Linked DNA regions of Mus musculus: regions 1 and 3 are each linked to region 2. The links are chromatin contacts, called in public Hi-C and HiChIP or PLAC-seq maps. All regions are on one chromosome and are shown on one strand. The core of a region is the stretch at or near the end of the contact, and the rest is flanking DNA. Distances in the headings are between cores, read along the strand shown. Region 1 overlaps Abcg1 (ATP binding cassette subfamily G member 1). Region 2 overlaps Ubash3a (ubiquitin associated and SH3 domain containing, A). Region 3 has its middle 18 kb from the start of Abcg1.

Region 1 (3,829 bases), core at 1,131-3,630, 150 kb before region 2:
GGAATAACGACAGCTGACAGTTTGCTGAACATAAAACCGTTCCTTTTGTTTGTAGACTGGCAGGAAAATAGTGGTTAGTAACCGTACACCTGCTCCCATTGAGTTCTGGCAGCAACAGATTGGCTTCTTTTAAGGAAAAGAGGTAACCGCAAGGGCCAGATTAAATAGTTAAGACTACACCACATATGGTCGAGGTGATGGTCACAAGGAACATTCTTTATGAGACAAATGCTGAAAAAAAAAAGTCCCTGTTGTGCCTAGGAAATGCTACCTTCAAATCCAATATGTCTGATGCCGGCGCTTTGCTCCTGTGATAAAATGTGTAAAAGGGCTTTTCCAAGGCTGGCTGATGGGGCTGCTGGTTCCACATGACCCAACGCCATAGTTTCACTATCCTCTGAGCCAGCTGTATGTTGTTAGATACCTCTCTGTGCAGTGGGACAAATGGCATTCAGTGTGAAAAGTCAGATATGCCAGGAGGCCTATCAAGGCTGTGATTAGGTCCAGCTGAGACCTATATTTAGAATCTAGATCTCGGCGCCAACAGGAGCCTTGGGCTTGCCCTAGTCTGAACTCCCACATGTTGGGGGCCAACCATCTGCACTATCCCTTCCCACAAGTCAGTCTGTTTGATTACCACAGTCACTAGGAACCGAGACTCCCAGGACAGCACGAGTGTGCTCACACACACACAAGATCCGTTCTTAGAAAATGCCTCTGAGCTAAGAAAATCAGTGTTTGGATAAGTTTCCTGAGTTGGTCCAGCTCCTGCTTCTGGAACTCTGTGGAACAAGCGATCTTAGTCTCGAAGTGGGCCCACGAACCGCACAGAATAAGAGACTGACCAGGGACAAACAGCAATCCAGTTTATCAGGGTGAGCAGCCTTTATAGGTGACTGGGCTGCTAGAGAGATGAGGGCCCAGGTTTGCTTGGAGATTGCATGACACGGTGACACTTGTGGGTCACAGGGCAGAGGCAGGCGTACCTTCCAGAAGGTTCTCTGCTACTGGTAAGGGTAGAGTCCAGTCGAGAAGCAGCATGAATCTTCTGCTCTGTATCTGTCATGTGGCAACTGGTGGCTTGGCCTAGAAGCCCCTGGGCCAGGCATCCCAGCATGGATTGTGGGAGGTCTCAGTCTTATGCCTCTTCTCCCACTTTGGAGGGAGTCATGCTTATTTTCAATTACAAATAGCTAATGTTTGCTGTTTCCTTTCCCACATTGTCTCATTACCCCAGGGCTTCAATTCTCTGCCTCCAAATGTTTCAGGAGGCCTAGACCAGCGGGCGGGCGGTGTTAAGTTCTTGCTCAGGAGACAGACACTGTGGGTACCACACAAAGACCTTTTTGCCTACTGTCAGTGGAGGTGGGGAGGGAGGCAGGTTTGACCTCTACCTGGAGTCCAGAACTGTGTACTGCCTGCTGGGCACATTAAGACCTATGCTCATTCTCCAAGATGGAGTAACACACACACACACACACACACACACACAGAGAACACATAAATATGAATGAGAGAATAGTTCATTCCAGCCAACTGTCATCTACATGGCCTGGTATTGAAGGCTCTGGCCAAGTTACAGCCCCATAACGGGTTTTTATTAATTAGAGCATCCCTCCCCTCCTTCTGTGGTTCTGTGAGCATCCTACAGGCTGCTGGGACACACCGGCTCCATTGCTCACAAGTAACCCTGGCTGCTGGCTCGGTAGAGGCTGCCTGCAGGAGTTCTTAGGAATTCTCAGTGACTGGAAGGGGATGCAGCAAGGAGCGGCCTCCTCCAGTGTGCAGGTGCGGGCGGGGCAGGTGTGCGCCGTTGCGCAGGCGCAATGTGTACCTGTCTGTCACTGCCGCCCGCGCCGGGGTTACTATCGGTCAATGCTCGCTAGTAACCTCCAGCTGGCGGCAGCGGGGAGCTGCGCGATTGGCCGCGCGCGCCGGGCACTGTTGCTAAGAGGATGTTGCTGCTCTAGGGGGCTCAAGAGGTCCCGATGCTGCACCTTCCTATAAAGAGCAAAGCCCCGGGTCACATTCTCCGCTCCAGGTCCAAAAGGCACCCAGAATTGAGAGCTTCTCCAACAGGAAGACTCTGAAGCAGATGAAGCAGGACATATTACTGGATGAATATATTGATGCACATGGTTGTTTCCTATTTAAGCTTAATTGAGGAATGTGGCTGAGTGGGAGTAACATAGCAGATACCAGAATGCCGAAGCCTTCTCCGTGTGCTAGCTATGACCTTGAAGTTTTGATAGGACTTGTGTGTTTGTGTGTGTGTGTGCTAATCGAGTGCGGGTGGGTGGGTGGGTGGTGCTTCTATACTGCTGTTTAAAGTCAAAGAGCTCATAGCCCTAGGTCACACCCTTTTCCAAGAAACACTGCTGGTCTGTGACTCCTTGGAAATGATCTTATTTGCTTCCTGTTCAGATCTTCGGAAGACATAAGAGGCAGACCTTCTCTCTATGACCAGTTCTAGAAAAAGACCAGGCCGGGTTCCCAAACCCTGGAATTTTTCCTTTAAGACTGGGTCTGTGGATCCACTAAGCCAGCTGGAATCCGGAGGGCTTTCCTGCCCCAACTGAGTCACTTCATCCTGGGGACCGCTGAGATTGCACAATAATAGCTGAACTCCAGGAGAGCATTTTGTAGCATCTCTGGCTAAGTCTGTGAGCTCACAGATGTAAGAAAAGCTCGTTTTCTCTCATTTAGGTAACTGGAAGGCCCAGGACAGGACGGAACAGGAGGTGTCCTGTCATGCCCTCCCTGGGGACCAGGGCCTTCTTGAGACGCTGGCCTGATGACTCCTTTGAGCTTAATTTAGGCACTCTGTGAAGTGCTAAGCACTATCATACATATGGTCTGCTCAACCTTTGGGGCTCCTGCCCAATGCAAGGAGACCCCTTGGGGCTGGTAACTTCTCTGGCTTGCAGGGTTTTTTTTTTTTGTTTGTTTGTTTGTTTTGTTTTCTTTTTATTCCTGCTTGATTCTCCACCTCATTTTGTGATTGTAGAGTTAACACTTTTTTGCAAGAGAGACGATAGAAGCAAGCTAGAGATGGGTGGTGGGAAGTAACAGTGACACCTGACACTAAGAAACCTCTTCTGTTTCCTGGGGGGTTTGTGGGGGCAGTGGGCAGAAACCTCTGTCAAAAGAAGGAAGTGTGCATTTGTGATTACCACCGGTCCCTTTTGTGGAAGTGTCCTCAGCTCCATCTTGTGAGGGCCGGATGGAGATGTTGGTGCTTGGAGCCTCGAGCTACACAGGATTCTGAGTAGTCTGAGGAGCTTCCTGGAGAGACTAGTACTGGCCATCTGACTTTAATAATAGTCTGCAAGACATTGGAATTTCCCCAGGAATCTCAGCCTGGGAGAAGGAAAAAGCCAAGGAGGAACTTGTCCCCCAGGACTGGAGGTCACAGGCTCTGACAACTTGTTAGACCTCCTTGCAGAGGAGCCCAGAGCCCAGACAATAAAGGGTCTTGATGGGCAGACATTTGACTGTGACTACTTAGTTAATAGATACCCTTCCCTCTACTTAAACTTGAGCCTCATGTCAGCACCCCAAAGGTGGACTTGGGGGCTCTCTGGAACTCTGTTTGTCCTTTCCGATGTGGCTACATAGAGTAAGGCTCTCTTTTCAACCTTTCACTATTATTTTGTCTCTTTAATCAGCATATTAGGGGCAGGTGGCTGAGCATGGCTTGTAAGGACCACCAGGAAGGAGTGTCTGTCCCTAACAACTTCAGTACTGTGTTTCCCAGAGATTCGCCACTGCCTTTCTTTCTAAGACTTACACTTGTGTCTTCCTGGTGATGAATATCAGAATGGAATCA
Region 2 (3,386 bases), core at 388-2,887:
TTCTGCACTAAACTCTGTCTAGCAACGGTTCTACTTCCTGCAGTATGTCACCTGCACCTGGACAAGTGCCCCTCCTTGTGACCCTGACCTTCCTGGGAGACCAGTTTCTCTCAGGAACCATTGTACATTCGTAAAAGTTGCAAGAAAAAGGAAGTTCTGGATGAATGCTGGGGTGTATGTGATGAGCTTCCACTTCCCCGACCCCAATCTGACACCCCATCCCCCACCCCACACACACACACCAGGATAACTACAAGCACTGTCCCCCAACCCCAGGCTAACTGTGGTGTGACATAGGCTGGGAACTGGCAGTAGGCTGTCTATGGCCTTTAAAGCTGCTAAATATTCTTCTAAACATTTAAGGAGGTTTTAAATTGGGGCATAGTGGCACCCAGACTTAATTCCAGTACTTAGGAGACAGAGGCAGGCGGACCTCCATGAGATCCAAGGTGGCCAGTGCTACACAATGACACTGTCTTAAGGGAAGTCCTGGCAAATCTGAATGTGTCATGAAAGCGTTAAACAGTGGGGAATGTAGACTGACACCTATGTGCATAGAGAGTTGGCCTGTGGCCAGACTATACGTTGTATATACATTCCATATATAACTCCCAAGGGCACAGGACTCACACAGGGTACGCTTGATACAAACAGCAAGAAGCACCCAGGGAGAGATCTGCATACCACATGGGAAGAGGCCCCTTCCTACTCAGAGGAACCTCCCCAGCCCTGAAGGTGGCTGGCACTGGAACACATTGTACTTCACAGACAACCCCCACCAGCACCAGTGTAAACTCTCTAGCAGGTGGCTGCAAGATTCTAAGGACCCTGTGGTCCCAATCCAACACCACCCACTTGTTACTTGGAAACCACATATTACTGGAAGATAGCTGTGGGGGACAGACCACCGCTACCTCAGTTTCAGCCATCTTCACAGAACAAGTATACAGCCCGGCTGCAGATCAGAAAGGCCGGGGCTGAGAATCAGAGCCCAACAGAAGCTGAAGCTGTCTTCCAACCACATGAAGACCTCCCACCACAGAGCTAATCAAATCCCACAAATCGAGCTGTCAGGTTGAGGCTTCCACACAGCAAGGGCGGGCCGTTGCTGGATGAACTGTGTCCCTCCAAACACTCATATGCTGGAGCCCTGATGAACATTTATATTAGAGAAAGACCTTTCAATTGAGGGGTCCCTTATCCAATCTTACTTTGATCAGAGTTCACTAAGGATACAGGGGAAGACACTAGCTTCTCACCAGGCCTAGGACAGAGTCCCCAAGATGAATCACAAGTTCCTCCTGTATTGCCTTGATCTTGGACCTCCTACACTCCGGGACAGAGAGACAATGAAACCTGTTCTGTCATTGAAGCTGTGTGACAGTAAGCCCAGGGCAGACACTAACACAGCGACTTTGTCTTTAAATGCCACACACTGAGGTGAATCCCCTTCTAGGAACAGAGGTGAATAGAAACTTCATCCACTTCTATGGCATCAGTTAACTGCTAAGTGACACACCTAAGTCCAAGAGGAAAAAAAAAAAAAAACCCGACAAAATGTCACGTGCTTCCCTCTGTCCCTTCGCCACCCATGTGCTCGCCAACCTCTTGCTTGCATTTTTAGTTGAATGACTAGCAGACAAACTCAACTTCCTCTCTGACTGTAAAGTTCACAGATGTCACTCGGAGATAACAATGGTTTTACTGTCTGGGCAGTGGGCCCCACGTTACACATGTACCCCTGCTTTGCCCTCAGGAAGACGAGAGCAGCCTACACTTCCTGTGTGAGGGTGCTTTAGCTCCATCTGCTCTGCATGACAGGTCATTGAAAGCTGCTCTCAGTGGCTGCAGTGTATGTCACAGTTCAGCTCCAGGATCCACTGACACCCGCACTCTATCCCACTGGCATCTGTAGCTTAAGAACGCATGAAGTCCACGTCTTATTGGTGTGTGCCTTTAATGGCCAAGCCATCTCTCCAGCCCAGGTCCACATGGAGGAGCCCATAAGAGGTTATGAATTGAAACAAGACACGTCACAATGACAGGGACAGAGAGCCATAACTTATGGGTAATCTAAAAATACTTGAGACCAGAGAAATGGCTCTGCAATTAAAAGCGCTGACTGTTCTTTTAGAGGACCCCAGTTCAATTCCCAGCACCCACAGTGTGGCTCACAACCATCTGGAAGTCCAGTCCCAAGGGATCTGATGCCTTCTTCTGGCTTCAATGGCTATCAGCCAGAACCACAATGCACAGACATACATGTAGACAAAGCTCCCATATATGTAAAATAAAACATTTAAACACATGAACTGTATCAAAACGCCACAAAGGTCACAGATGGCCCAGAGCGTGGTCACAGGTGTCAGGCAGACAGCTGCTGCCGAGAGACTCAGGGCAAGTGAGGCCGAGTGGCTCTAGACAGTCTCGGGCTGGGATGGTGGGGAACTGTTCCCTGCCAGAAAGGGGCTGAGTAAATAAAAACGCACCTCATGGGTGGTTGAGGAGAGTGAGTCAGAGAGAGCTGTCAACTTCAGAGTCACTTCCGGTTTTACGATACTTCAGACAAAATCCTGATGGGATCATTGCTTTGAATGCCACTGAGTAAATGAGGTATTTACCTAGAAGAGACATCAGGAGAGAAAAGTTGGGAAGACATCGGGGCCAAAGTAATGAGAGGAGGGATCAACACGTAGCTCAATGAATGGAGGGCTCGCCCAGTGCATACAAGGCCCTGAGTTTGATCTACAGAGTCCTCTAAACCTGGAATCCCACACTCTTTGCCTACATAGCTTAAGGCCTACCTGGGATACCTCAGATCCTGTCTCAAAAAAAATTTTTTAAGAAGATATTAATGGAGCTGAAGAGATGGCTCAGTGGTTAAGAGCACTGACTGCTCTTTCAGAGGTCCTGAGTTCAATTCCCAGCAACCACATGGTGGCTCACAACCATCTGTAATGGGATCCGATGTCCTCTTCTGTTGTGTCTGAAAACAGCTACAGTGTATGTGTGTGTGTGTATGTATATGTATGTATATATATATATATATACATACATACACATACATATACATACACACATATATATACATAAAATAAATCAATCTTTAAAAAAAGAAGAAGATACTTACTAATGGTATAATATATCAAAAATTAAAATAGGGTTTTGGGTCAGAGGCTATAAGGCAGTATAAGGTAACAAAGAGATTTATCTGGCATCCTGGGAAATGCATGTCTGAGAACCCCACAGAAGCTGGGGGAGAAGGGTGAATGACATCCATGGTAATTTGTTCCCCATACACTTGTTTACCCAAGTCAGTGCCTGGCAGAGACAAGAAATAAACAGAAAGAACGTGTCTTTAGACAAACATGCCTCCGGCTTCGGTG
Region 3 (3,827 bases), core at 684-3,183, 180 kb before region 2:
TCAAACCAAAGCACAGGGCATGAGTTTGCCCTGGTAACACTAGCCCAGAAAGTCTTTCAGGACAGTAAGCACCGCCAGGCCTACCTCAGGCCGCCTCAACCCAGCCCTCACTGACTCTGTTTCAGAGCTACGTTCTAGACAGGCAGCCATTTCCCCATATACTCCCTCCCTCTCCGAGCACAGCTATCTGATAGCCCAAGCAGCCTCTCTCATCTTCCTCGACTTGAGATCAGAAACGGAGTACTGAAGTGGAGAGCATTTGTACGGATTCAGACTAAGGGCTGTGCCACCTGGGGACCGAGGGACTCTGGGTTCCTGTCTAGGATCAGGGGTTCCTCACACAGTCTCACCTGCATAGCCTGCATTCGTATATATGGAATTGACTGCAGTGACCACAATCCTTAATGGATTCCTTCCTTTATATAGTGTATATAGAGTATACACTATAGTTCTGTTCATTAAATCCTTACTGATTGAAGCTAGCCTGATCTACACTTAGAGTTCCCGGGCCAACCAGGGCTACATAATGAGACCCTATATCAACAAAACAAAATAAAACAAAAACAAAAAAAACCCTAAGCCATACCAAGGTGAATTCAGATCAGTTTTGTTTTTGTTTTTTAAATAAAGAACATTTCACTCTCTATGTAACTGGGTGTGTTGGTGAGCTTCGTTGTGGACAGGCCAATTCAAGGAAGTGGTAGTTGGCACACTCCCAGCTCTGTCCTACACGGGCTCCCAAACTGGCTATGGGAGAGGGCTGGCACCCCCTGACTCAGAGTCACAGGTCAATGACCTCAGTGTGGTGGGTGGCGGCAGCTACCATCTGGGTTCCTGGTATTTGGGAACAGCTCCGAGAACTCATGCCCAGAGAGAGGAAGGCACTGCAAACAGCAATACTAAGTGGGTGAGAGGCAACTTGGCTATGGGTGACAGCTTCTGCCCCTTTCCCAGCAGAGAGTATATGGCTTGGAGAACAGAGCTAATAGCTGAAGACTTAGTGTTAGCATTTTGTCTAAGCTCTGCCCCACAGTTACCTGGCAACGGCCAGGTGTGCCTGACTCATAAAAGGGTCTGCTTGCCCGCCCCCCTTTTCTCTGCCTCTACTACCCTCTCAACTCCCCTACCCGTGCCCTGCATAAACTCTATTCTGTACTATACCTTCATGTGGCTGGTCCCTCAGGGGGAAGGAATGCCTCAGCATGGGCCCATAGAGGCACCCCTACCCCCACACCTGACTGCACATTCACCAGACATATTTCTTCCCTCCTTTATCTTTTTACAAAACACAATACTTAGGAACAATGATGACATCTTATATGAAAAGGCTGAATAAGACGGGTGCAAAGGGTGTTTCAGTGAGAATGGAGTTTGAAAAAAAAAAAAACAAAGACGAAACTCAATGCCCATCCTAGAAGCGCAAATGTACATCTGGACTAAGGTGGTCCAGATATCCTTCACAGCCAACTTACACAGCAGAACACAAGACACACAAGCCTAAGATGACCCCAAGCCAAAAAATTATTTCACCTCGACTTCATAACTATAATTTGCTACTGTTATGAATCACATTGTAAATATCTGATACACAAACCCTAGGGAAGGGTCTTTTGACACCCTCCCAAAGGGGTCGAGACCCACAGATCGTATTAAGAACTGCCTGCTGCTGGGCAGTAGTGGCACACACCTTTAATCCCAGCACTTGGGAGGCAGAGGCAGGCAGATTTCTGAGTTCGAGGCCAGCCTGGTCTACAAAGTGAGTTCCAGGACAGCCAGGGCTATACAGAGAAACCCTGTCTCAGAAAAAAACAAAACAAAACAAAACAAAACAGAACTTCCTGCCGTGTTTAAGATACACGGTCCAGTCTAGGTGACAATGTGACAACAGAGCACAGGTGGATTTTATCCTGTGGCTCTGAAGATGTGAACTGGGTTTTGATTGCCTCAGAACTGCCCTGAAGTAACCTCAGCCCTTCCTGCTGGTGCAGAGACAGCCCCATTAGGCAATTCCCTCTCAACACGTGACTGCATAGGGCCTCAATTTAAAACCGTTCTCTGAGAAACAGAAAGCAGAAGCTGAGTACTTGGGGATGGTTTGGGGTTTGTTTTGCATGTCTGCAGTGCAAAGCGAAATCCTGTCCCACCTAAATGGGAGGGGCTCCTTCCCCTGGTCACTTGCAGGGTCTTAGAATGGATCGCAGGATGCTTTGCAGCAGTACAGTTTCGTGAGAAGTGTCTATGCCTAAGGCCACATGAATTTGCTTTAAAAGAAATTAAATGTGTGGCATTGCTAGTTAGATACAGTCAAGGAAAGTGTAAGTTCATGTTAGGCAGCAAAGAATCATGGGAATTTTAACTTCTATGGACTTTATTTAGTCAACAAATACAGTGAGAGATGGCCAAGAGAAAAGCAAGGACAGACTTCAGTGGCCCGGTGAGGACAAACTGAAGAAAATCAGGATAAAGGTGGCCCCTGAGAACTTGGTCTGTGGGGTGAGGACCTTGTACTTAGAGTGGTATGCATGGATCTAATCAAGTTAGACATCTAGGGGTCCCTGCTATGGGGATGTTGGCATATGTCCTGAAAGGTCCCAGAAACAGGTCCAGTTCTCTTGCAGAGAAATTGTCTGGGATAGCAATTACACCCAGTATCCTCAACAGCCTGTAGTCGGTTAAGGACCGTTCCAACCAGTGTCCCCTGGGACCATGGCCTTCTTAGCTGTTGACCTTTGTGGCTTTCAGTCCTGACCCGGAGCCCACCTCTTCTGGTCCTGGCTAGCCCGGTACTTGCCTTTCCCTATCTTCCAACAGCTCCCCCACCCTATCCTAACAACCACACACCATGTGATGTCTCCTCTCCCCAGGCTGGGTGTGAGCCTCCCTCACCGTCCTGTGACTTCCCAGATGTTACATTTCTCTTTATTTCTGAGACAGTTTAGGTTCATACTGAAGGTTTAAGAAAGAGCAGAAAAAAAAAAAAAAAAAAAAAAAAACCAGCCGTATAGCTTTTGCCCGAGTTTCTTCAACAGAGACTTCTTGCACAGTAGTGATCTAATGTCACAACCACAACATTGTCCTTGGCAACAGCCTAGAGACAAAACACATCACCTTGAAAGAATTCCTCCTATTAGCCTTTTCTGGTCACATCCTCTCCCCCTCTACCTCCATCTCTTTCTTAAGCCCAGTCTCTAAGATGTCCCATCTGTGCAACACTTTCGCTTCAAGAAAGTTACAGCCTATACCATGGGATTCACTTTTTGTAGGTGAATACTCTACAGATTGGTTCAGCCTAGGTTTTGTTTCCCGAGTTCTTGCTACAGAGTCCCTAGGTAAACCAGAACCTAAGGTCACTCTGAGCAACACCTGGGCTGATTTCAATGTCTGGTTCTAACAAACCTGCTATAAGTATAGGTGTCCAGGGCTTTGTGCACACAGGCCTTTCCAGGCCTCCGTGGTGCAGTTACTGAGTTAGCTGGGAATCATTTGAACTTATAAAGAGACAGCCAGGCTTTCCCAGAGTGGCTACCCTGTTCACATCTCCAGCTAAGCCTGCACAGTGGGGTTTTCGCATCCTCACACCTGTGGCTGTTGCTCTTGGAATTCCGTTTTGGTTTTGTTTGTTTGTTTTGTTTTGTTTTTTGTCCCCCTCACCCCCAGCATTCAGATAGCTGTGGACTGTTGTCTCATTATGCTTTAATGCATATTTCTGTAGTGGCTAATGAGGCTGGATGTCATCTTAGCCTCATTGGTATCTGGCTACCTTCCACAAAATATCTGTTGGTACTTTTTTTTTTTTTTGCTTGTTTTATAATGTAAGTGACAATTTA

Evidence for each region. A called contact is a pair of places that touch in the nucleus more often than the background predicts. HiChIP or PLAC-seq counts read pairs in DNA pulled down with a chosen protein or histone mark.
Region 1: a Hi-C map of CD4 T cells shows a contact between it and region 2, with 2.1 times the contacts expected there. The contact joins two enhancer-like sites. A contact is called at or near these places in 2 of 484 Hi-C or Micro-C datasets (both in CD4 T cells), 3 of 115 datasets of contacts at active chromatin or transcription factors (the HPC-7 cell line, bone marrow-derived macrophages and effector CD8 T cells) and 2 of 9 other capture datasets (adipose tissue and liver).
Region 3: a contact with region 2 is called in a BATF HiChIP or PLAC-seq map of CD8 T cells, with 6 read pairs. The contact joins two enhancer-like sites. A contact is called at or near these places in 4 of 39 promoter capture datasets (the HPC-7 cell line, HPC-7-derived erythroid cells, embryonic stem cells and 1 more), 1 of 484 Hi-C or Micro-C datasets (olfactory sensory neurons), 3 of 115 datasets of contacts at active chromatin or transcription factors (CD8 T cells, embryonic stem cells and regulatory T cell precursor) and 4 of 9 other capture datasets (adipose tissue, embryonic stem cells, liver and 1 more).

What each region holds. Positions count from the first base shown.
Region 1 is chr17:31,071,626-31,075,454 of GRCm38.p6, forward strand. All of the region lies in intron 2 of Abcg1 (ATP binding cassette subfamily G member 1), which reads left to right. Among named protein-coding and RNA genes, the nearest start is that of Abcg1, 16 kb to the left of the region's middle. Within about 2 kb of position 2,381, at least 248 of the 459 cell types and tissues checked have an H3K27ac peak or open chromatin away from gene starts, as enhancers often do. A contact at or near this core is called in the HPC-7 cell line and bone marrow-derived macrophages, where this site is marked.
Region 2 is chr17:31,222,369-31,225,754 of GRCm38.p6, forward strand. All of the region lies in intron 6 of Ubash3a (ubiquitin associated and SH3 domain containing, A), which reads left to right. Among named protein-coding and RNA genes, the nearest start is that of Ubash3a, 16 kb to the left of the region's middle. Within about 2 kb of position 1,638, at least 95 of the 459 cell types and tissues checked have an H3K27ac peak or open chromatin away from gene starts, as enhancers often do. A contact at or near this core is called in CD8 T cells, the HPC-7 cell line, bone marrow-derived macrophages and 1 more, where this site is marked.
Region 3 is chr17:31,037,793-31,041,619 of GRCm38.p6, forward strand. No RefSeq gene overlaps it. Among named protein-coding and RNA genes, the nearest start is that of Abcg1, 18 kb to the right of the region's middle. Within about 2 kb of position 1,934, at least 139 of the 459 cell types and tissues checked have an H3K27ac peak or open chromatin away from gene starts, as enhancers often do. A contact at or near this core is called in CD8 T cells, the HPC-7 cell line and regulatory T cell precursor, where this site is marked.